Regions from separate parts of the Mus musculus genome. Here all the other regions are linked to region 3. Evidence: chromatin contacts called from public HiChIP or PLAC-seq data. All regions are on one chromosome and are shown on one strand. The core of a region is the stretch at or near the end of the contact, and the rest is flanking DNA. Distances in the headings are between cores, read along the strand shown.

Region 1 (4,119 bases), core at 1,164-3,663, 570 kb after region 3:
AGTTTTGCATCTGTGAATTAGGCACCCAGCACAGCTCAGTGGCCTCTGTGAGCCAGAGGGTCGTGTACCTTCTAGAGCCTTCTACAGCATCATCCCCAGTTGGTGTCTCTTCTCTCCATTGTCCAACTGGACAACCTTGCCTGTTCCTCATTATTCTGCTGCGATGGTGCCACATTCCAACTGGCCACAGTGGCTCTCCTGTTAAGGCATACTAGCTTAGCCTGCATGAACCCCAATAATCATAGGATCTTATTTTCAAAATAAGGGAGTCAGAGGTTGGGAGATGAGTAGCTTTGAGCATCCATTTCACTGCCTGCCACACTGTTCATCAAACATCAATTATAGCATAAAATCTAGTATTGTAATGCCACAAAGTTAGCAAAAACAGCCTTGTGTCATTTGGTAGCTGGGTTTTGGAGACTGTGCCTGCAAAAGCTAAAGCGAAGGAAGTATTAATGCCAAATAAAGAACCAAATAAGAAACAAAGATGCCAATAGAACTCTAAGATAAAATGAAACCCGGAGCAACCACTTTGCAATAAAACACTACAGGCTGTCCTTATGACATCAGGCAAAGAGGGAGAGCAGGAACCAGGTATAGAAAGTAAAGACCAAAGGGAAAAGATCGGTGCATGCTCACATGTAAGTAGTTTCAGGGAAACAATATCATTAGGCCAAAGCACCAATGCTTACAGAAATGTGTTTGTGGTCTACACCGCAAGAACTGCCGAAGTCAAATAAACTAGGAGATGAACAAGCAAAAAAGGCAAAAGCAAGAATGCTCAGGAGTGTGAGCAGTTACAGAAATGGAGAAATATGCTCAGGATCATTATAATCAGGGAATCTCAAATTAAAACTTCAGTGAGGCATAATTTTATAACGATTACAGACAGAATAATTAATGAGATTACATCGAGTGTTGGGGAATGTATTTTTTTTGTTATTGCTGCTGTTATAAAATGCCTGACAGAAGTACTAGAGGGAAGAAAGGAAGGAAGGAAGGAAGGAAGGAAGGAAGGAAGGAAGGAAGGAAGGAAGGAAGGAAGGAAGAGATTGTCTTGGTTCACAGTTTGAGGGATAGAGTCCTTGTAACTGGAGAAGAATGACTGACTGTACAGGAGAAAGGCCATTGATCACGTGATGTCTGAAGTCAGTCACAAAACTCGGAGGCGGAATTTCTGGTATTCAGCTTACTTCCTGCTTTTTATTTGTCCCAGGACCCCAGATCTAGGAGGTGCCACCCACATTCAGAGTAGCTTTCTCTTAGTAAAACCTCCCTGGAAACTCCCACACAGACATGTTTAGAGGTGCTTCTCTTGGGTGGTTCTAAATTCATTCCCGTTGAAGAGAAGATAACATCACAGCTGGGATGAAGGAAACTAGGAACTCTTGGCTAATGAGAGCATGAGTTGTCACAACCCGTTTAGAAAAGAGTTTGGCATCATACCGAAAGGTTGAACATTACTGTTCAACAGGATATAGCAGCTTGACTCCAGACTTCTCTAGAAAAACACATGTATAAAATGTTTAACAAGCAAATATGATTTCCTTTCTCCAAACTGGGGTGAGTCTAGAAGTCATTAAGGCCGAGTCCCAGGGGAGGTCTATGTTCTTTACATAAAGGGCAAAGAGCTCTATATCTGCACGTATCCATGGTTGTTATGAATGAATGCTGCAAACAAGCAAATGGGAAAAGATGCAAAGATGACAGGATATATGCAGCCAAAGGTCAGGGAGAGAAATTACTGGGCAATTTCAACAACTTCAGTGTGCAGCGTCCAGGAGCACGCACCGTGCACTACAGGTGGAAACTCAGGTAGGACGGAAGTTCTTGGGGCTGAGGCTGGCTGAGGCAGGGACCATGGGACAAGGCCCCAGCTACATGCTCATATTTGGCTTAAGAGGGAATGCCAATTGTACTTTTAAAGATTCTAGTATCCTCTTCACCTTGATTATAGAAGATCTCAGTCTGTTATAGGACATTTTGTCTTTTTCTCTATGTTTTATATTTCAAATGAAGTGTCTTAAAATTTCTGAAAGGAAACAAAGTCAGTGGTGGGCAAGAGAGAAGAGCCAAGCATTGGAAGAAAATTCTCTTGAAGTAAAAGCCATCACGATCACATTTGTTTTTAAAAAGCATTTACTACAGGTTTGCTCTGGGACTTATCTTCCTGTTAAGAACTGGGCAGAATCCTATTTTTAACCTGTGCCAGTAGTAATTTAACCTGTGCCAGGGTTATTTAGTGGGGGAACATGATGCCTTATGACTTCAATCAGCTGAAGTCAAACCCAATCGAGGGGCTTTATTTTGTGTAATACAGACCAGAGCGAGCCTTTGGTAACTGCAGGACGGTTCCTGCCTAATTGGATGGCTGCTGAGTCTTTTCAGGACATCCTCTGCCCGCTCACTCGGCTCCTTCCGCATCATTCAAAGCTAAACCAGCTGCAGTAATGAATGTAAAGGCTTCCTGCTCTCAGTTGCCTCCTGATTCCTCCGCTAAATGCGGCTTGTCGCTTTCAATTTAGGCAAACATCATTACACAACCCAACTCCTTCTTTACGAGTTTCCTAGGAGGATCTCGGAGCTCCTAGCCCACTTGAAGGAGGCTAGGCAGTCTGTCTAGAAGATTCTAGATGTGGTATTAGTCCCACTGTACAGATTGGACAAATGGGTGATTTTTCTCCTTCTTGATCCTGCATCGTTATTTGCTTTCAGAGCCTGTGGTGTTGCTCAAGGGTGTTGCTTTGTGATTAGCTAGTTACTAGGAGCCATTCAAATGCAGATGCGATGCTGAGCGCTCCTCCGGGGGAGGGGAGTTTCAGAAAAAATGTTTCAGAGTTAAAATCCAACCCTGAACCTTGTGCTGGTGTAACTGACAGGGATTTCAGTCTGTTTCCACTGTAGGATGTGGGTGGTCTCTGCTGTGGACCCTGGTGGGCTGCCCCGCAAACTGAATAGAAACTGAAAAGGAAGGAGGTACCTGAAGAGAGGGGGAGGGGGCCTACGGAGGCTTAGGTAGGGGTAGGAAAGGATCTCCCAGGGCAGTTAGTTCTTGGAAAGGAAGCAAGAAACAGCTGAGTTATAAGGATACGTTACGGTGAAGGCTTTCCACTACCCAGCAAGAATGATCCCTGGGACACTGTCAGATCTCAGATCGGGACTCTTGTTGACACTGTCACATCATCACTTGGTTTTGATAAACCTCTAACAGTGTGACTCAGACCTTTTAGCTAATGTCTCTGGTTCTCATCTTCTACACCGGTCAACAGATAATACAGTTCTCATCGCCCTGGACCATACCTGGTCCTTAGTGCACAATCAAGCCCATTGCTGAGGCTGAAATAAATTGTCATGGTTACTTGTGAGACCAGAACGATTAATCTGGCTCTATTAGAAGAATAAGACAATTAATGGCTTAACCATGCAACATTTATTATTATAAAATGAGCTTTTCGTCCTCAGCAGACAGATACCACTTTTCATGCCTGCAGCCATTAATTAGACTTAGACTCTAAATAGGAACGTTCCAGAGAAACCTTGTGAGGTTTTGCTCTCTTGCCCTTTTTCCTGACAGATTTGGATCTCTACTCCATCAGGCCTATATCTTAAGTCTCTTTGTTAGGGACCAGCAATAAATTACCTGAGGTCAAGTTCTGTTTATACAGTGGACGGTTCTGAGAGAATTCCCTTCTTGACTTAATCGCTTCCTTTCGGGTGACATTTCTCCCTGAAAGAAGACAAATTGTCCAGGGTCAGCCTGCAGATCAGCTCCGAGTGTAAGAGGAAATTGTAGTGGATCAGCCAAATTGCACCAGCTCCTCCAACCAGCTTCCGGGAGCACGCCGCCAGTCAGGGGCTGCCCTGAGGGACCAGCAGGGCAGCCTGGGGCTGTCCCTGCAAGAACAGTTTTCCAACCTTTCTCTTCAGGCTGCTCTTGCTTGAGGTTTCCTAAACGTGCAGGGTTTTCCTGAGTTGCTTTGAAAGTCCACCTCTTACCTAACATCTGATTCAGGCATCTGAAGGGAAGAGTGCCTGAGGTGAGACACTTGTGGGCTTGAATCTGTCTGGTCTCTCGGTTAGAGTGGCAGAGTGAACTCCAAATTGCCATTTTAACAAAGA
Region 2 (4,317 bases), core at 1,704-4,203, 620 kb after region 3:
GGATAAAAGGTTCAAACTTCAAAACAGCTTCGCTGGTTGCACCCTTCAGAGCTGCCATCTGAGGGAACCAAGGGTCAGCATGAGGTGCGGCTGCCCAGCCCTGTCCTGTCAACCTGTTCTCCCACCCACCTTCTGCTTCCTAGACATTCTAGCTCTCACTACCCACTCTGTCTGAGACATCTGCGTCCTCTGCCCTCATTTTTATTACAAACATTATTCTTTGCTTATTTTACTTAGTTTCCTGTGGAGCCTATGAAGGGCATGGAGCCCTCCCCATTCCACACGAGAATGCTGGAACCAGCCACACCTCTTTGTGTCCACTTCTCTCCTTTCCTCATTTCTGCAGAGGATGGGGCCGGATGTCCACAGGGACCCGGAGGGAAGGTCTCTGCCTGGTACAACCTTCCCTGTGCTCACTCTGCAGGCTCAGAGACGACACACTGGGCACAGCCATGAGCGTGTCCAGAAGGGATCGTGGTAAATGATATACTCTTATTTCCAACATTGAAGCTAGCAAGGCAGAGTGAAGTCCCTTCTTCTTTTATATTTTTTTTACCAGGTTGCAAAGTTATTAAATAACAGAGCTGAATGTGAGATTTGAACCCAGTGAGCCATGTGCCCACCCTCACCTCTGTGCTGCTGAAGAGGCAGGCCTCCCTGCTGAGTTGCAGATCACTTTTTAACTTAAAAACTTACCACATCGTCTCTCGCACACGGTTTGTGTGTGACCAGCAGCCAGCAGCAGTGTTGCTTCTGAACTCCAGAGCCTTCTGTGCTCTAAAATGACAGACAACTCAACTGTAAAACTTAGCAAGATGAGTACATTTGCATTGTAGAACATGGTGGGCATTCTTAAGTTAGTACTCAGAAAGATGACTGAAAAATAATTCAGTGTATTTTGGGTAAAGATAACCTAGGAGAAAAATCAATTCAAGTAACTTAGGGCTCAGATGGTAAAAGTACTCAGGTGTCTTCAGAAACAGGGGCGTGCTTTTGGTTTGCTTCTGTGTTTGTGTTGTGCTGCTGGGGATGAAACCCAAGATCTTATGAATGGCAGCTGAGCACACCTACCCTGGGTCACAAGCCTCTCTGGGCATGTGTTTGCTGGAAGAAAAGGATGAAGGACTTATATGTTAGCAGTATTTCACCATAAAAAAGTGAAAAAGGGAGAAGGCACCTCCTGTAGAACAGGGTGGCTAACACTACGGAAGGCCGACCATTTGCTGACGTCTGGGATGGGCACACCTTTCGACATGTTCCTCACCACTATGGAAATGTATTTGAGATCCCTAAAGTAGACTGCATATGCAAAGCAGCGAGGAGCAATGTGTCAAAGCTCTGGAGAGGCTGTCATTCCAACAGCGACCTAAACACTGCTTCTTTGCAAATTCTAATCGGTATATACAGATCCTTCCCTCAGAGTCTGCAAAGGGAGAGCAGAAAACCACACACATGAAGACCACCGCATCTCTACAACAACCACGCACACAAAGCTCTGGAGGCTCCTCTGGGAGCTGGTGGGGGAAGCGTGGGCCCTGAACGACCGGTTTTCATAGTGAGGCTCTAGGAACATGGGCTGGCTGTTATAAACAACCTCCGAGCCAAATGAGTGGTTTATGCTTAGCAAATGTACACAATGTCACACCACGACTTGGAACATCTCTGGCTTACCTATGTTTTCTCCACCCTGATTTTTTTTTTCACTTTCCTTCTTTTCTAATAAAGCAGAGTAAAAATAAATAGCCACCAAGTATAAGATACATAAGCTAGACAAGGTTCAGAAAGCATCCTATGACAACTCAGAATGGACAGCCACTCTTAAGTGGGCACTGTGCTTGTCTGCACCTCTTTCTGTGTCTGGCATAACAGTGGAGCTTGGAGAGTCGTGTCTCAGCTATGTAGATATAGGGGAAGCATTATAGGACAGCTACTCCAGAAGCTGAGGCAGGAGGACCACAGGTTCCAGGAGTTCTTGGTCTATTAAATGTGTTCAAGATCAGTCTATGCAGCTTTGAAAGATCCTGTTTTAGAAGGTTTAAAAAAAAAAAAAAACAAAAGGTAGGGAGGAGGCTGGAAGTTTCACTCAGTGGTAGAGTGTTTGCTGAGCATGATCGAGACCCTAAGTTCGGTTCTCAGTACTCTGCCACTCCTAAATGAAGAACAGGAACAAGACAAAGACAAGTAACTAAAGAAAATAGTTCAATCTTGGCAGTTGGTTAAAATGAGGAAAGGATTGCAGGTTACAGAACAATATAAATTTGGATTTTCTAAAGTAAATTCTGCTTAAAAATGAAAATATATAAAATATATATCATATTCTATTATGATTATATTTTGTATAATCATAATTATAATATGTTTTCATTATAGATATTTTACACATAGTATATACATATATATTTATACATTTATAAATATATTATACATATATGTGTATGCATCCCTCATATGCATATACATATGAATGTGTTGTGAAACATGGCTTGGAGAAGAGACAACAGTGTTTTGGAGACTCGTCTGAATAAACCCAGGCAGGGCAGTTGTAGAAGAGGTGTGGGCAGCTAGCTTGTGAGCAAGAGTGTCCATGAACAGAACGGGAGTGGTGGAAGCAATATAAACATGAACAGACCTCGATAATCTGGGACTTCAGTACGTGAAGAACCAAGCGGAACCTAGCGACTTTTAACCAGCAATATGGGGCCAGGCACGATGAGAAATGTTGGAAATAAATTACCCTATTTCACGTGTTGTCTAGTTATCCTGTGTTGTGGGACAGGAAGAGGATGAGAGCGTGCAGCCAGGGGCTTTGACCATGTATCTACAGTACTGTTTCATTTAGAGCTAAAATGCCCAGGGCTGTAATAATGACACCGGCCACCAGGGGGCAGCGACCCCTTAACCTTCGGGCGCCCATCTCATAGCGACAGTGATTGGGTTAGCGCGGCTCGAGGGCGAGCGTGACCGAAGGGACTTGGAGACTCGAGCTCCTCCAGCGCTCTGTAAATCCAATCCCCAGCCTTCGCCACTTAAGCTAGCTCCACCATCACCCGGAGGACGCATTAGCATTGCACAGCCTCCCCCGGCCCGGGCCTCACCCCGTCCAGAAGGAGGATGCGCCCTGCGCAGGAGCTGGTGGTGAAAAACTCTTCCCGCGAGTTCAGGAGCTCCACCACCTCCACCGCGTCCTCGTCCACACTGCCCTTGCGGCTAAGGTCCGCCTTGCTCAGACTCTGCGCCTTCCACCGGCCGAACTCCGCGCTACGGTCCATGAGCGAGCGAGCGAGCTGGGGTCGGCTTTCTGCTCTGGAATGCGCCTTCTTCTCCATGGGCGCAGCCATATTGCCGCCACGGTGGCCGGAGAGGACCAAAGTTCCCCATTGGCGCAACCAGGAGCAAGACGTGCGCCGCCAGACCGTACAGGCGTAAACCGAGAGGGGGAGCCTAGCGAAGTTAGGGAAAGCCAGCCCACCTCTTTCCCCACAGACCTTCTGGAGCTTAGGAGGTTTTGTTTCCTACTCTAGAGGAGGGTAAGTCACCCAGGACCGCAAGCAAGGTCCTACTCTTGTCTGCCGGGAGGCTTTTTTTTTTTTTTTTTTCTTTCTTTCAAGTTCTAGGCTCCAGGAGATCTATCTGCACTGGAGAACTGCACAGCAGGCGGCCGGTGGTTCCGACTGGGGTAGCTGCCTACTGATGCCTGGGGATTTCTGCCGCCACCCAGGCACTCGCGCCCCAACTCCGGGTTCACAACTTCCCAGGTGCAGGTAGAGGAGGTCTGTGTTCTGTCCTCCGGTGTGTATGCAGTGGGCGTTGTTATTCCTATTTTTAGACATAGTGGCACCCACCTACAGTAGTCTTCAAAAGAAAGAAGAGAGACCTAGAGAGAGTCAGAGACAGAGGGACACAGAGAGGGACAGAGTTAGAAAAACCTAATACATTGTTAACTACATCTTGCGCATTTACAGTTCCCAGAGTTCCTGCCTCAGTCTTGTGACCAGAAAAGACCTGTTAATGATTGAAAGTGCAGAGGCCACTGTGTGGACTTCGTGTCCACCTCGAGCCCCTGAAGCCACCATAACTCCCCGCTGGCTCCTGCCCTAGGAAATGCAGCTTGTAGCAAGCAGCATTCTGTCACACTGAAGCGGGGCCTGCCCTGTCCATGAGATGCTGCAGGGGTACAGAGTGATCAGTGTGAAAGCAAGACCGTGACAACATCATATAGCCAGAAGACTTGGACTGGATACTTTAATTTTCATCATTTATTCGTGTTTCCAAGTTAATAGTAAGCCACAAGCTTCCATGAGCCATTCTGGAACAGTG
Region 3 (3,825 bases), core at 1,066-3,565:
CATTCCATTTTGCAGTGCCCACTGATGTCATTTCTAAGGGTGTGTCTCGGCAACAGGCTGAGTGGACTTGCTAGAGAGAGAGTGAGGCCAAATAGGCAGGACATCAAACTTCCTTTCTCCACCACCTAGGCTGCCATTAGCAAGTGCTGCTCAGATTTAGGGTGAGGCTACCGACTTCAAGTAACCCGAATAAAATCCCTCACAGGCCTGCCCAGCAGCCTGGGTTTCAGTTGATTCCAGGTGTAATCAAACTAACAACCAGGACTAATTGGCCATCACAGTCCAATATTTGTTTTGTAGACAAGGTCTACTATGTAGTCCTGGCTGGCCTGGAGCTCACTAGGTGGACGTCTCTGCCTCTGCCCCTCTGCCCCTCTGCCCCTCTGCCCCTCTGCCCCTCTGCCCCTCTGCCTCTCTCTCTGCCTCTCTCTCTCTGCCTCTCTCTCTGCCCCTCTCTCTCTGCCTCTCTCTCTGCCTCTCTCTCTCTGACTCTCTCTGACTCTCTCTGACTCTCTGCCTCTCTCTCTGCCTCTCTCTCTGCCCCTCTGCCCCTCTGCCCCCTCTGCCTCTGCCTCTGCCCCTCTGCCCCTGACTCTGCCTCTCTGCCTCCCTCTGCCTCCCTCTGCCTCCCTCTGCCTCCCTCTGCCTCCCTCTGCCTCTGTGCCTCTGCCTTTCCTGCCTTTCCTGCCTCTCTTGCTTCTTGCGTCTTCGTGCCTCTGCCTCTCTGCCTCTCTGCCTCTTTGCCTCTCTGCCTCTCTGCCTCTCTGCCTCTCTGCCTCTCTGCCTCTCTGCCTCTCTGCCTCTCTGCCTCTCTGCCTCTCTGCCTCTCTGCCTCTCTGCCTCTCTGCCTCTCTGCCTCTCTGCCTCTCTGCCTCTCAGGCACTAGATGACAGGTCTGAGTCACATTGCTTGCTTGAAATATCTCAGACTCTTTGACATGACGTTTGACAGGACCAGAAAACAGAAAACCACCAGAGGAATTAAGTGACTCACCCAATCTTACAGAGGTATAATGACCCAAGTCTAGAACTTATCAGTGGTTTTTGACTCTGGTGTTTTTTTTTTTTTTTTTTTTTTTTTTTTTCTATTAAACTATACTAGATCTGGGATAACCTTCTGTCAATGGGTATTGAGTTGTAATCACCGATGTCTTAGTTAGGGTTTTACTGCTGTGGACAGACACCATGACCAAGGCAACTCTTATAAGGACAACATTTAATTGGGCTGGCTTACAGGTTCAGAGTTTCAGTCCATTATCATCAAGGTGGGATCAGGGCAGCATCTAGGCAGGCATGATGCAGGCAGAGCTGAGAGTTCTACATCTTTATCTGAAGACCACTTCCACAGTAACACACCCACTCCAACAAAGCCACACCTTCAAATAGTGCCACTCCCTGAGTTGAGCATATACAAACCATCACAGCTGAATATTAGATAGATTGTATGGGAAGCTGTACTTAGGAACAAGAAAAGAAAAATGTGAATTGGAAGTGCTTTGGACTATTAAACCACCTCTACAGTGTAGATTTAAACTCATGGCCATCCTCGTGCCTCTGTCTCCCGAATGCTTGGATCCCAGACACTAGTCCCGCATCTGCCACTCTTTTAAAGCCCTGACTCCTTTATATTTTCAGATTAGCCCTAAACTTTAGCTTTTCCTGTTGCCTGGGGGCAGTAGCAGGATATACCAACCTGCCCCTCGTTAGCACCCAGGAGGGGACAGTTCCAGGGAACTTGAAACTTTGCCAGTAGGCCTCCTAACCAGAGCGAGAAAGAATGGGACCCCAGGGCCTAAGTTTCTGTAGGAGGTTAAGAAATCAGGGCACCAACTCTAACCCAGATAGGCAAACTTTATTTGCCTTTTCCTGGCAGCTCAAGAAGCGATGCTGAACTCTCAAAATGAAGAGCCTTGGGACCCGAGCAAGGTCACCTGCCAGGGTCTGGTGACAGGCCATTTGTGGGAATTCACTTCTCTTTCCCTGCAGGTCCTCCAGCTTAACATCTTCCCTCAGGAGGACCAGAAGTAGCTGACACTCCAGCGCATCGCCCAGGTGTGATTCAGGGTCTGCGGAGGAGGACTGCTCTTTTAGGTGATGGACAGATCCTGTCTCAGTCAGCTGGGGACCCCGGTGCCCTTGAGAAACAGGAATGCCAGACTGGGGTTCAGTCCAACAGCCCCCTTGAATCCTGCTGACTGGAATGTCCCTGCCGTCCTCAGCCGCTACCAACTGTCGCTGGACGAGGGTGCCGTGCCAGGGCTGGCGGCGCCCGTGGGACGGAGGGCTCGGCGAGTGGGGAGGGGGACGCGTGGGGAGGGCGGGCGCGCGATCGAGGGAGGTGGGCGCTGGGTTGGCGCTCCGGGGACCCGGCGCTGCGCCTCCAGTAGAGGCGCCGCACAGCAGAGGGGGCCGCCGTGGCCGCCGCAGAGCGTGCGGGGGCTCGGTCTGGCGGCGGGCAGCTGAGGGGCGACTGCGCCCGCGCAGCAGAGCCGAGTGGAGTGGAGCGCGCAACCTGACCGCCGCCGCCTGGCATATGCCATCACCGCCACAAAGAGCTCGCTGAGCTCAGGCGACGGAGCTCCCGGGGCTGCGCGGCACAGGAGGCTCTGCGCGGCGGACCCGGGGGGGAAGGGACCAGACTGAGGATGGCCCGGAAGAGAAAGCCCCCCAGCAGCCAGGGTGAGTCCTTCTCGTCTCCACCTCCATATCCACGTCTCCGCTGGCGGTATCGCAGCCTGGCTTGGCCAAGTGGCAGGTAGCAGCGGGCAAGAGTTTGCCTTCTGCAGGGGATGGGTTGGGGAGAGACTCTTCTGCACACGGTTGTCTCCCTCGGCCTCGGGGACTCTTGAGAAGGAGTTTGTCTCTGGTTTGGAACCTGGAGACTCTTGTCACCACACTCCCTTTCTACACTGCGGCTTGGGGATCGGGTATCTGTTGCATTTTGCCTGGCTCCTGAGGAGAAGTGACTTGGTTGCTAGAGTCAGTCTCTCTCCCTCTCCTGTTCCAACCTCTATCTCTCTATCTTCATCTCCTCTCATCTGTCTCTTTTCCTAAAGCCCTGATTCTTTCCCCTCCTTCATCTCCCGGGGCACGCGGGGAGGGGCGGCTGCGGGGGGGGGGGGGCAGGCAAGTTCTGCATCCATTTTCTTAATCTTCCCATCCCTGGTTGTCTGGCTGTCTCTCTCCCCACCCCAACCTATTGTCAAGGGCCTTGCTACTAGCCAGATCCTTGTGGGCTCTTGTCCAGACGGGCTTGGACTCCAACTGGGTCATCCCCCTGTTGCTTCTTTGGAAATACATTTGCCAAAAGTTGGAAAGTTGAGGGGTGGAAAGGATGCTGGAAGGTTGTGGGAAGAGCTTGTTGCTAGGGTAACTCGAGGCACCTCTGCTCACTTTGGGCGAAACCAGGGAAAACCTGCCTCCTGCTTGGCTCCCATCAGCCCTGGGGAACAGGTGCGCGGAGCGCAAACTCAGCGAGGTAGTGACTCGCTGCCAGATCCTTCCCTGGCTGCAGCACTGGGGACAGAGGGAAGGGGGTGACAAGGCACCAAGCAGCACGAGAAGGGCATGCATATACAGACAGGAACCCGAGGGTTGTTTCCAGGAAGAACGATCAATGTTTAAAGTTGGTTTGCAACGCAGTGGACCTCATAGCCTGTGGGACAGAGACTCCTTACACCCCTTGGGGTTATCCCTTGGGGTCATCCCGCGGTGAGAGCTAGGCCTAGGATGAAATGTGTTGCTTTGGACCACAGCAGTGCAAGGACCTTGGGTTTGCTTCTTGTTCTTTTCCCTAGTTTTTGCTGGGGATTCCAGTTTACTTAAG

Evidence for each region. HiChIP or PLAC-seq counts read pairs in DNA pulled down with a chosen protein or histone mark.
Region 1: an H3K4me3 HiChIP or PLAC-seq map of craniofacial prominence shows a contact between it and region 3, with 4 times the contacts expected there. The contact joins the enhancer-like site here to the promoter of Slc44a5 in region 3. A contact is called at or near these places in 5 of 39 promoter capture datasets (3T3-L1-derived adipocytes, the C10 cell line, embryonic stem cells and 2 more), 7 of 115 datasets of contacts at active chromatin or transcription factors (craniofacial prominence, embryonic forebrain, embryonic stem cells and 2 more) and 1 of 9 other capture datasets (embryonic stem cells).
Region 2: an H3K4me3 HiChIP or PLAC-seq map of embryonic forebrain shows a contact between it and region 3, with 4 times the contacts expected there. The contact joins the promoter of Cryz here to the promoter of Slc44a5 in region 3. A contact is called at or near these places in 4 of 39 promoter capture datasets (the C10 cell line, the HPC-7 cell line, cranial neural crest and 1 more), 1 of 484 Hi-C or Micro-C datasets (embryonic stem cells), 6 of 115 datasets of contacts at active chromatin or transcription factors (the SCID.adh cell line, acute myeloid leukemia, embryonic forebrain and 3 more) and 4 of 9 other capture datasets (adipose tissue, liver, macrophages and 1 more).

Annotation. Positions count from the first base shown.
Region 1 is chr3:154,545,263-154,549,381 of GRCm38.p6, forward strand. No RefSeq gene overlaps it. Among named protein-coding and RNA genes, the nearest start is that of Gm40186, 20 kb to the right of the region's middle. Within about 2 kb of position 2,414, at least 27 of the 459 cell types and tissues checked have an H3K27ac peak or open chromatin away from gene starts, as enhancers often do. A contact at or near this core is called in craniofacial prominence and embryonic stem cells, where this site is marked.
Region 2 is chr3:154,593,758-154,598,074 of GRCm38.p6, forward strand. Cryz (crystallin, zeta) reads left to right here and starts at 2,954. Exons shown (of 9, transcript NM_009968.4): 1 at 2,954-3,527. Tyw3 (tRNA-yW synthesizing protein 3 homolog (S. cerevisiae)) reads right to left here and starts at 3,341. Exons shown (of 6, transcript NM_172474.5): 1 at 3,096-3,341; 2 at 697-777; 3 at 1-58. The coding sequence starts at 3,269.
Region 3 is chr3:153,971,121-153,974,945 of GRCm38.p6, forward strand. It overlaps Slc44a5 (solute carrier family 44, member 5), which reads left to right and starts at 2,316. Exons shown (of 22, transcript NM_001081263.1): 1 at 2,316-2,678. The coding sequence starts at 2,645.